Regions from separate parts of the Anser cygnoides genome. Here region 1 is linked to region 2. A link is a contact called in public Hi-C data. All regions are on one chromosome and are shown on one strand. Each heading gives the region's core, a stretch centred on a gene start, on an enhancer-like site or on the middle of the called end of the contact. The rest is flanking DNA. Distances are from core to core; before and after follow the strand shown. Region 1 holds the start of SEC62 (SEC62 homolog, preprotein translocation factor). Region 2 holds the start of SLC2A2 (solute carrier family 2 member 2).

Region 1 (5,480 bases), core at 1,901-4,400, 220 kb after region 2:
TACACTATTGCATTGTGATTTCAGAAGACCCTTTCCGTACCCATTCACAAAAAGCTGTACCACAGGAAGCAGCAAGGCAGCTGTTGCACATTTTCCTTCCAGCAGAGCCCAAATCAAGGCATGAAAGAAGCACGTTGGGAGCGGTTAATACTGATTAGCCCATGTCCTTCATCAGGAGAATCTCAAAGCTTGCATCCAGTGATTCAAGAAGGGGAAAAAAAAGCCAACAACTGAGGTATGTTCTCCTGTTACCCCCAAACCTCAGTTTGCAGTTGAGGCGTTTGCCAAATCACTGCCTCAGAACGGTTTTCTCTATTTATAAAAGCGGTATTTATACACATTAGCATTTCGAGAGTGGAGGGCACAGCGCTAGGATGCTATGCGAGTGCCATTAATCGCAACGCAAATACAAACAAAACTTCACATGTGCAGAATAAAACCATGCACGATGGAATCTGGCCAAAGTAATTAAAACTTAATGCCGACTTAATAGTCCGAATGCAGACCTGCCAAAGTGCCACGTGTTACCCAACTGAATGCTCGTCAAAGCGACCAGCTCAAGATTTTGTGTTTAAGCGAGAGTTTCAGGACAGACTGTTTTTCCCAAGAGATGAAATAGCTTTCATCGGGCTGCTGGAGCAATAGGCATCCAAAGACATCCCCCATCTTTGAGAGGTATCTGTCTCAAGAAGAAATATTAAACTAGCCATCAGACAACATATGTTGTTTTCTTCTACTAAGTCCTTTATATACATCAAGCGTCGCTGATTTCAGAAGTTTGAATCACGTGGGAGCCCACTGGCTCTAGCAATCTGCTTCCCACAGAACAGGCTCTTTGCACTACTGCGTGCCTCCGTGTTAATTACAGTTAAATTACCATCAGGAATGACACCGAGAACTTAACCTACAAAAACGTCTTCACTCAGACTTTTGAAGTTAGGATTTCTGTAACTTCCGTCACTTTCACCTTGTTGCCAGAGGAAGAGTCGAAGCTCAGCAGTCCAGATTAGGCAACGTATTTTGTTATGAAAATGCATTCTGTACAATAAATCCTTCCTGGTATCACTTCCGATGGAAAAATAGGCTTGAGAGAATTTTGAGCTGCTTTATTGCACCTTTTTGCATGCCTCATCTCACGTTTAGCTTGTTGACCGAAGTACCACGATTCACGTCTTGATGGTAGATATAAAATTATTTCGAAGCCTGTTTTTGTACACTCAGTATTTGTGATTGAAGTCTACTCCATCAGCTTTTTCCACAGCTAAATATTGTCTCCTGCTACAGTCTTACTCTTGACAAGAAATTAGCGATGGGGTATTCAGATGTCAGACCCGCTCACAGCATGGTAAATAGCCTCTTCATTCGGGGGGTACACACCGCCCTAAAGTAAGTACTCACTTCTAAAGCACTTCAGACACCAACAAATAAACGCCCTGCTCTTCCTTTCAAAAGCAACTTGCAGTGTTATCCTGAAACATGATAAACATATTGTAGCTATGCCAAGAAAGTTCAAAAAGCTTAAAAAAAAGCAAAACAGAAAAATAAATATTGCTTTGTTCACTGACCAATTAAGAACACCCTCTGGGCATTCAACAATATTCTTTGTTCCGTGTCTTGTCTTCCCATTGTCGTTGGGACTACTAGGAGGCAATACGGACTTATCTGTACAACTGTACCACAAATTTAGGCCAGAATCCCAAACCTTCAGCATTAACACCTAGACACGGATGCAATCAGTAACAACCCAGGAAATCCTCCTATTGCTAGCAGGCTGGAAGTAAACATGTGCTTAAGTGCTTGCAAAACCAGAGCCCAGGGTATTATACAAAACATTAAATTACTTTCAATTTGGTTTTGATGGATGCTTTATTGGGCTACTGTCATCCTTCCTTGGTAAGGGACAGTCTGTGACAATCCTGGAGAGTGAATAATTCCATAATGCCCACCGTCTGTGATTGATAACTTATTTAACAAGATTCTGATTAATTACTCTTTGCATTTTTTCCCTTCACAGTAATTTGAATTAAAGGGAAACAGGAACCACTGCGAGTACTGACACATCTCCATCTTTCAGGAGAGGGGAAAGCGGGCCGGGAAGGGAAAGGAGCAGAAAGAAAGGGCAACGAAGCAGAAGGACGAAGTACAAAGCATCCATCTGTTGAATAGCTCTCTGATTTCCCTCGCAAGTGTCATCTCCACTCAGAGCACAGCCATAAAACCTACGCATTATTTAGCGTTAGGGTTAATAATACATACCAGGAACAGGCATTCTAGCACCCGATGGTGTAGCTATGCACAAAACCCGCATCGGGAACTCCACAGACCTCCCTAAGCCCAATTTTTTGGCGGCGCAGAGCCGCAGGTCGGTGTGACACCCAGCCCTCACCGCCTTCACCCACATCCCACGGCTCCCCCCGGGTCTCCACGCGGAGCCGGAGCCGCTCGGGTCCATCTTCTGACGCGGCTGGTTGCGTTTCTCTGAAAAGCAACAAATTTCCTTCCCCCACCACATCACCGCCCGGCCTGGGCGCTCTGGGCTTTGAGGGGCCCGGGGGGGGGGGGGCGGGGGCAGCTCCCGGCTCGGCTCCGCTGTGGGAGCCGGGGGGACCGGGACCGGGACGGGGACAAGGACCGGGACCGGGGCTCTCCCCTCGGTCCACCCGGACGCTCCCTTCCCGGCCCCAAACACCGCCACCGGCCGCTTGGCCCCGGCCCTGCCGAGCCCCTCACGGCGGCACCGTGGCGCTTTGCTAGAAAATTCCGAGGTAAAACCCCCCCCCTCACATCCCGGCCCGGGGCTTCACCGCCTCCCTTCTCCCCCCGAACACCCCCCCCCCCCCCCCCCCCCCCCATCCAGCGCCGTGAGGAGCCGCGGGGAGGCCTCGGGCCCGGGGCTCGGCCGCCCCTCCGCCGAGGCCGGGGCTCCGTGCGGGGGGCGAGGGGGGGCAGCGGCCGGCCGGGGCGGAGGCCGTGAGGCCGCCGGGGCTCGGCTACCTGGGTCCGCTTCCTGTGCCGCCGCCGCTCCGCCATGTTGTCCCCGTCCGCTCCGGCGGTGACGTGGGCCGGGCGGCGGAGCGGGGAGCGGGGGGCGTGGAGGCGGCGGGGGGGGGGGGAAGGAGGCTGCGGCCTCGCGAGAGGCGCCGGGGAGGCCGCGCCCCCTCGGCCCCTCACGGAGGAGGAGGCGGTGGTGGCGGGGGGCTCTCCTCAGCCGTCTTGCGGCCCCCTCGGCGGGGATGCTTGTGTCGTAGAAGCACAGAATCCCAGAATCGTTAGGGTTGGAAAAGAGCTTCGGGACCTCCAAGGTCCAACCGTCGCCCTCCCACCACCATCACCCCCTGAACCGTGTCCCCAAGCACCACGTCCAACCTCTCCGTGAACACCCCCAGGGACGGTGACTCCCCCGCCTCCCTGGTCAACCCGTCCCAACGCCTGGCTGCTCTTCCTGAGAGGAAATATCTCCTCATTTCCAACCTGAACCTCCCCTGGTTGTGACACCCCACCTGGTGCCCACAGGTGCCCCTCGGGCTGTGCCCATCGCCTTGCTGCATATCTTGGGGAGCCACAACCCATGCATTTAGGGTCAGTGCACCTAAAGAGCCAGTTAGGCCATGCGGACACCCAATGTGTCCAGCCTTTGTTAGGTGTTACCCATTTAAACACACCCCAGGTGCTCCGACCCTTGCATACAGCTCCAGAAGTACAAGTAGAGAGCATCCCATATAAAAGAAGATGGATTTTTGTCAGAGGTCGCCCCACATGCTTTTACTATTAGGTCACGAAGCTAGGAAAGCGTCTAATGGTTTATCCTGGCACCGTGTTTCCAGGCCGCGCCCTGGCACTTTGGGATGGAAAAGCGTGTGTGGAGCTGTATCATCTTGTCCAGCCCTCTCGCACCGTGTTGCCTCTTCCCGTTCCTGTGATTTCGGAGCCTCTTAGATTGAAAAGTGGGTAATTAAAAAGCCGAGATTGCTTCCAGTAGCATATTTGCCCCTGAATCACCATGCCAGAATTAGTGCTTTTTTTTTTTTTCTGGTGCAACGTCTTTCTCTTTTGAACGTTTTCCTCTTGCTGTTGCTGGGCAGAAAATCTATACAAGTTACAGATTAAGCTGGCTGACTGCAGAGTGAACTAGAGAAAGTATCATTCAGGAGAGGAAATCGTAAATATAGGGAATTAAAGTTTTTATGGTTACAATAAAGCAATCTCTCGTAAAATTTAGGTGAAATATACTTATTCAAAAATGTGTTTTTAAAACGGCAATCATTTTAACAGTTATTTAATGTGCTTACCTTTCAGTAACGTAAAAGCACATCTGAAACTGAGGATTTCTTGCAGAAGAACTTTTAGCCATCTACAACTTATGGCTTGCTAATAATAACAATCTTCCATTGGTGCCGAAACGATGGTTTGGCAACTGAAGCAACCAAGCATTAATGATCAGGACACAAGCACGAAGAATACAATTTGACAAATAAAACAATGAAAAGTGGCCTGTTGCTGTCATGATTTGCTGTCGGCAAACTGACCACCTCAAGCAGATCCGTGAGAAGGACTGAAGTACGGAAAGTGGGCCGGGGAACGTATCCTCCAGTGTGAGGCACTGGATAGAGAACTTACTATCACTGTGGAATGTGGAACCTACCAAGACTGAATCTTGCATGGGACAAGCTCATTGGTACTCACAAGTATGGCTGGAGAACAGGAGAGAAGCAACTGGCAGAATCTCAAGAAAACCAGGCAATGGAATTGGAGGTTCAAGCTGCTTGCCTTTAAGGTAGGTGTCCGTATTAACTGTGGGGCATGTTGGAAGAGGAGCATTTCAGAATTATGCAGTGAATTTACAGCCTCTTAAATGACAACTGCCGTTTTTATTAGAGTAAGGTTTCCAAATCATGAGCACTTAAATTACTGTTGTGAAGGATATTGCATGCAAGTGGAGTGGTTTCCTTTGTCAACTGAAGCAAAACCCACAGCATTTCATTAGCCTGTGTGTAATCAACTATGTTATCTAATATGGCAGCAGGGATGCTAGAAACTTAGTTTAAAAAAAAAAGATGCATTCATGAAACAACAAAAAAAATCACCTCTGGCTGGTGTGTAATAGATCCTTGTAGATAAAAGAAGTGCTCTGAGACATTTGCTTTGTTTTTACACTCTGCTTTTAGGTGTCCTTTATTGGCCTCTGAGGCAGAACACTGAGGCAAGCAGTGTTATGCTCTGCCTGGTATATATTTTCTTCTACCCTTACATTCACTTGTTCCTGGCAATTTACTGGCATGTGTGCTATTGGTAGTCCTGCTGTATTGGGTCAGTGTTGGTCAGGCTCGTAAGATGATGTGGTCTTACCACTGTGGCATAGTTGATATGCACCAGAAATGCAAGTCCAAGTGTCAGCAACTGAATTACTGCCAAGCATGTCACAAATTGTCTTTTGCGTCACGCTGCCTTCTGCAACACAGAAACAGAGGTAACACTAGAAG
Region 2 (5,962 bases), core at 3,266-5,765:
TTTGCCTTCACCAACATTTACATGTTGCTTTTGGCAGCAACGGCTTAACGGATTTTTAAAGAAGAGAAAAATAATAGTTTTTTTTCCCCTCTTTTGGGAAATGGATTTTAAATGGCTAAGCTACTAGCCTTAGACTAATAAAAATCAGCTACCATTTTTGTCAAGTCTGTCAATCCATATTTCTATATGGATCTTCACCCAGTGCTGTGTCGTGATAGGGACAGTGGTGCCGTTTGCTGTTGCTCCGGATGCTGGCGGGAGAGGACGGCCGCCCGCCGCGGGGGCTCGCCTGCGGGCACCGGGACGGGGATGGAGGGGACCGGGCGCCGCGGGGGGGCCGTGGCCGCAGACGGCTCCCGGGGTGCCGCCGGCACCGGACCCGATGCCGAAGGCGTCGCGAGCTGCGGGTGCTCGTCCCTGGAGGCGACGGGGACGAACCGAGCCGCCCACCCTGCGCGTCGCTGCATTGGGCTTGTAAAGAGCTTAAACCTATATATATGTGTGTGGTTTCTTCGGCCAAGGGTCTGAATCTATACTCGTTTTCTGCCCCCTCCGCTCCCTACGAATTACCCAACATACAGTGGAAGACAACATCTGTGCCGAAATGTGTGTGTGTTTAGTTCAGGTTGAATCGTGTCCTTATAAACTCTGCTCAGTTGATTTACATTTTCAGTGCGTATCTGGGGTTTTCTTTCTCAGTAGCTGCAAGCATGGCCGCCTGTGGTATTGGGGTGTCGCATAACAAGGTCTGTGTTGCTGGTTTTTAACCTACCTCGTTTTGTTTTTGGTTTTGTTCTCTTTTTTTTTTTTTGGTTGGGTTTTTTTGTTTTGTTTCGTTTTGTTGTTTTGCTGTTGATCACAGCACTGTTACCTCCAGCGACATATAGAGAGCTTAACTGGCAATCTTGGTGTACTCAGTAACGATGGCTTTATTAAAAAATGATTAAATCAACAGGACCTGGTCAAACTCGAATCTTTATCCAGGGCAAAAGCGTTTGCTTGCCGGGGGGGTGCAGCGGTGGGGACGGGACGGGTCGGGTCGGGACGGGACAGGATGCCCGCAGCCCCGCGGGCAGCACGGCACGGCTCGGTGTGGACGTCGTCCTGGCGGGGGCAGCCTCCGGGGCAGCCTCGTGGGCACCGGGCACCCTCCTGCTGCCGGCCACGCGCCTCTGGTCCAGCGCAGCCCCACGAGCTGCAGTGACGGCCCTAATACCGCGGTGCTGGAACTAACCCCGTCGCAGACACTGATTGCCACCAGCTCTTTGTATTTTCACTGTGGTCGCTACCTTAAACCAGAGGGGTTTATTAAATTATGTCGCGAACTGATAACTCTCCTTTCCTCTTTATTTTGCTCTCCTCCTTGATGTGACTGGTTCAGAATACACGGCTTTAAATTATTTTTTTTTAATTGTGGGGTTTTGAGTACAGTTATGAAATAAAAAGGAATCGTTGTGTTTAAACATACAGTAGTTGGTGAATGTATTTTTTTGAAACCATGGAGTCACTTGAAACAGTCATAAGAAGCCAATATTAACACGGTCTTGTTTACACTGTGTACATGGACATAACAGATCAAAAGCGTTTCTGGTGCCAACTACAATAAAGCACGAACCTTCAACACGAAGCCATGCCTTTTAGATTTCTGTGAACAACAAGCGGGGTGTTAGCTGGTAGCAAGTCACCGGGCTCCAGTGGCTTCTCAGGGCTCTGAGCAGCGGTGCTGCTTTCCTGGAGGGGCTCAGGAAGCAGCGTTTTGGGGCAGGATGAGTACACAGGGGCCGGGGCATCCTGGAATAATGAGAAATAAAGTCAGTGTAATGTGAGATGCATTTGAGCCTGTTGCAGGTTTAAAGCGTTTCCAAACCTGTGTCAGAGCACGACTCAAGGCACGTTTCTCATTGCGAGGTGGTTTGGGGGTTGATATCACGCATGTGGGGACGGAAAGGGAACGCTCGAGGTGGCCCTAAACGTGCCCCTGGAGCCAGGCTGGTGGCTGGCTGAGGTTGTGGGGCTGCAGTTCTTGGGCTCACCCCTGGCCTCTCGGCCCCATGCAGCTGGTGCGGCGATTTGGGCACCGGGGCTGCGTAACGGGGGCAGCGCGAGCATGGCGAGGCCGGCAGGAGGCACCGTGCGGGCAGCACTCGCTGCCTCACTGCGAGACCCGGCAGAGTTTTGTTGGTTCAGAAATGAGGTGGCTGCTCAGGGAGCAGGATGCTGCCGCCACCGCTGCCACATCCCGGAGGTGTCTGCTGGCTGCCCACGTCCCCCTGCGGTGCTCTGACACTCTCTCCACCTCCAGACCCAGCCCAAGCGCTCGCCTTGCAAACTGCCACAGCCGCAGGTGATGTTATCTGGATGTGCCTGAAATCCTCCAGCGCGTAACGCTCTTGTGCAAACCTCCGGTGCGCCTCTCCCCATCGTGCTTTTATCTGGAAATCCACAGCCTTAGGAGCTGCGTCTTCCTGGTTTATTTTTTCTGCTTTGTTTGGTTTGCTTTTCACGTGAAAGCTGCCTCGGAATAAGCCAAAGACCACAGCAAGGGTGTGTCGGCCACCCCAGCCGCAGAGAAAGCCTCGCAGTCCGTGCTCTGAATTGCTTTCACTGATGTGAGAGCACGCTCAGCTGTTCAGCCTGACACAAACTTTAACCCAGGGCTTTTATCACATCCCATCGTGTTTGGCAGCACCACTAATTACAGTAGGCACGACATAGTAGGCAGCGGGGACGACGAAGTGGCGTGTTATCAGACGTGGTTCTTGCACCTTATTAATAAGCAATGCGCTGAGCAGCGGTGGGAGTGCTGCTGTTGGCAAATAACGCTGCGTGTGCCCAGCGTGCTGCGAGCGGACACACGAGCTTTTATCTGTGCATTTCGCGGGCCCAGTGCCCTCGTTCTCCGGCATCAGCCGACGCCGTTACTTCAGCGCTCAGAGGTGCAGCTCATTTTCCTCCTGCTCCTGCAGCTCCTGGGGCCGCCTTTCTTCCAGCACGGGCGGGCTGGGCTTGGGCACCTTGCGCCGGTAGCGGGAGCGCTGTGCGCCGGCAGGCGCTGAGCTGACAGCCCCGTGGGTTTGTGCGCTGCCCTGGGCTTTACACACTGGCCCTGGGTCTACACACCAGCTCTGGATTTATACAACAGCCCTGGGTTTACACACCGGCCCTGGGTTTGCACACCAACCAACCTTTCCCACCTGCAAGCCAGCCTTGAGCTGCCCCCTGCTAACCCGCGCAAGGCGACACGGCCACATCCAGAGCCCAGTTCAGAAAAACACACGGGCTGGGCTGTGACAGCGTCACCAGGAGCTAAACACGTGCGTTAATGGATTTAATTAAAGCTTTGCCCAGGGGCAAGTCTCTGGCGGCGGGCACCACAGCGCTGGGTACCCCAGCACCGCCCCGCTCTCTTTTTTTTGGTGTTTCCTGTCATCCACACCCCACCGGTGACCCTATCGCTTTCCTCACCTCACGCACCCCAAGCAGGGACGTGGGAGGGGGCTCAGCCCTGCAGTTTCCCGGGTCCCACAAAAGCTCGGCCCCTGCAGCCGGTGGGGCTGCAATCAATGCGCACAGGAATGCAGCGAACACTTTGCCCCGGGTTAAAGTTTTACTCTGAGACCAGAGCAAAGATTAGTGGTCTTTTTCTCCTCGTTTTTTTTTTTTTTTTCCTCTTCCTCCGTAGAAGGTGCATGTAGCGCCCATGTGAAGGCTGCCTGAGCGCCGTCGGTGACTCACTCGCCTTTCCTTGGCTGGCAGCTGTGAAAGCTCACCTGGGAGGCAGTGGAATTAATCACCTCCGGGGCTGAGTCAGGCCTTGGCGTGCCTCCGCTGGATGCTGCATCCATTGCCAGCTGATGATGGCAGTGCCCGCGCCCGAGACCAGCTCAGACCAGATTTTTGCATCGCTGTGCAAAGTTCGGCAAGTGCCCGCAGCAGGGCGGCGATACCCGACAGCATCGGCAGCACGGCGCACGAAAAGGGATGGCGTTGTGATGGTTTCTGGGCCGCTTTGCTGTGTTGTGTCCCCGTGCACGCCTACGGCACTCTCCTTCCCCGGCTGCCCGGGTGTACGGCTGCGCACCAGCAGGGCACGGCGGTGGCTGCAGGTCTGTGCCTGCGGAGAGAGACCCGCACGCATCTGGGTTTGCGTGTCCTCTGTGTGCACGTTATGCACGCACACAAAGCTATTTCAGAGCAGGTGCCAAGTGATGTTTAAATAAAGCACTCGTTTTCTAGCATCTTTGCTACACGTGCTGGAAAGGTTCCTTCTGGCTAAAGTTCAGCGAGGAGTTTGGGGGTTCGGCAAACGAATCCCCCGTGGAAGCCAAGACGGGTGCAGCACACCCAGAGCCCGGCTGCGGCACGTCCCCAAGCCCCCCGCACGCCACATCCCGGTGCCGCGGGGACGGCCAGAAATCAAAACTCAGCCTGCCGGCTGGATTTCCCAGGTCTCACCCCCTGTCTTCGGGGGGTGTCCCGTTCTTTCGTTTGTCCCCCCCCAAAATTTCAGGGGATTGGCAGTGACGGCTCTGGGCTGGTCAGACGGAGGATATAAGTGTTGGGAAGACGGGTTTCTCATTAACCCCGGAGGTGATATAGCCCCATCTCCCGCAGCACAAACCGCTTTGCTGCTCCCGCTGTCCCTCCTCCTGCACCGAGCCCTCGCCCCGCTCCGCAGCCCAGGACAGAGCCGGGAGGGCAGCGGAGGAGCCGAGGGATGGACAAGAAAAGCAAAATGCAAGCAGAGAAGGTAACCACGGCTCAGCACCGTCTGTGCACTGGAATTTCTGAGGGAAACCAGCACCCGGGGGTGGTATTTATTGCCCGCTAAGACCAAAACCAACAAAATTTTCCCCCTTAGTTATCTGGCCTGTGATGTTTGTGTACAGAGCAGGGGCAAAGGGGCCAAGGGATTATTTTCTGTTATTTTTAAGAACTTTGTCACCTTACGGGATAATTTCAACCGCGACGGAGGGAGAAGGTATTTGAAACGGGACTGCTGAAAAACAAAGTCTTGGCTGTTTTTTTTCCTAGCTGCTCTGCTCCAGCAGCGCTGCTGTGCCCCTTCCTGCTGCCGGCCCCCAGAAAGCCCCCAGGGACCAGCAGGGCGGTGGGCACGGGTCGCTGTATGTGGGGCAGCACCGCGTCCTGCCTGCCCCTGGGCTCTCCCTTCTCTTTGGGAGCCAGCTGGAGTGACCCCGAGGGCTCACCGGGATCCCGGGGGGGGGTCCTGGGGCAGGGCAGGGGCTGAGGCTGTTCTCTGCTCCCTCGGCAGCACCTCACGGGAACGCTGGTCCTCTCCGTCTTCACCGCGGTGCTGGGCTTCTTCCAGTACGGCTACAGCCTGGGCGTCATCAACGCGCCCCAGAAGGTAAGCGCCGAGCCGGGCTGCAGGGCTGGGGGCCTGGGTGTCACGAAAACACCCCAAAACACAGCCGGGGGGGGGGTTATAGACGTGAGCCGACGGCGTTTTTCCTCTTTGCAGGTGATAGAAGCCCACTACGCGCGCGTGCTGGGCATCGTCCCCCTGGACAGACAGGCCACCAACACCTCCGGGGAGGACGGCGCCATCCCCAGCACCATCCCCAGCACCATCCCCAGCACCATCCCCGGCACCGTCCCCGGCACAGAGGCTGGGGGCAGCGCTGAGGGGACGCTCGCGCCCCCCGAGGACCTCGCCGCCTCCCCGCACGTCCTCACCATGTACTGGTCCCTCTCCGTGTCCGTGTTCGCCATCGGCGGCATGGTCTCCTCCTTCACCGTGGGCTGGATCGGCGACCGGCTGGGGAGGTGAGAAGCAGCCCACCCCCCCCCGGTTTGAGGCATAAAGGGCATTTTTCAACCCCAATTTTTCCTGCGTGCCGGCCATGAGGCTCCGGTTTGCCCTCTAAAAAGGAGGCTGCAGCATTGCCCCACGCACCTGAGGGGGTCTCCATGGGGCGCCGGGGGGGGGTTGGAGGGC

What was found. A called contact is a pair of places that touch in the nucleus more often than the background predicts.
Region 1: a Hi-C map of liver shows a contact between it and region 2, with 2.5 times the contacts expected there. The contact joins the promoter of SEC62 here to the promoter of SLC2A2 in region 2. A contact is called at or near these places in 2 of 7 Hi-C or Micro-C datasets (both in liver).

What each region holds. Positions count from the first base shown.
Region 1 is chr9:22,229,843-22,235,322 of Taihu_goose_T2T_genome, forward strand. It overlaps SEC62 (SEC62 homolog, preprotein translocation factor), which reads right to left and starts at 3,151. Exons shown (of 8, transcript XM_067002417.1): 1 at 2,995-3,151. The coding sequence starts at 3,030. It overlaps LRRC31 (leucine rich repeat containing 31), which reads left to right and starts at 2,623. Exons shown (of 11, transcript XM_067002411.1): 1 at 2,623-2,765; 2 at 4,297-4,774.
Region 2 is chr9:22,006,779-22,012,740 of Taihu_goose_T2T_genome, forward strand. It overlaps SLC2A2 (solute carrier family 2 member 2), which reads left to right and starts at 4,516. Exons shown (of 11, transcript XM_048059337.2): 1 at 4,516-4,750; 2 at 5,276-5,371; 3 at 5,486-5,790. The coding sequence starts at 4,718. TNIK (TRAF2 and NCK interacting kinase) reads left to right here. Exons shown (of 31, transcript XM_067001986.1): 31 at 1-1,467.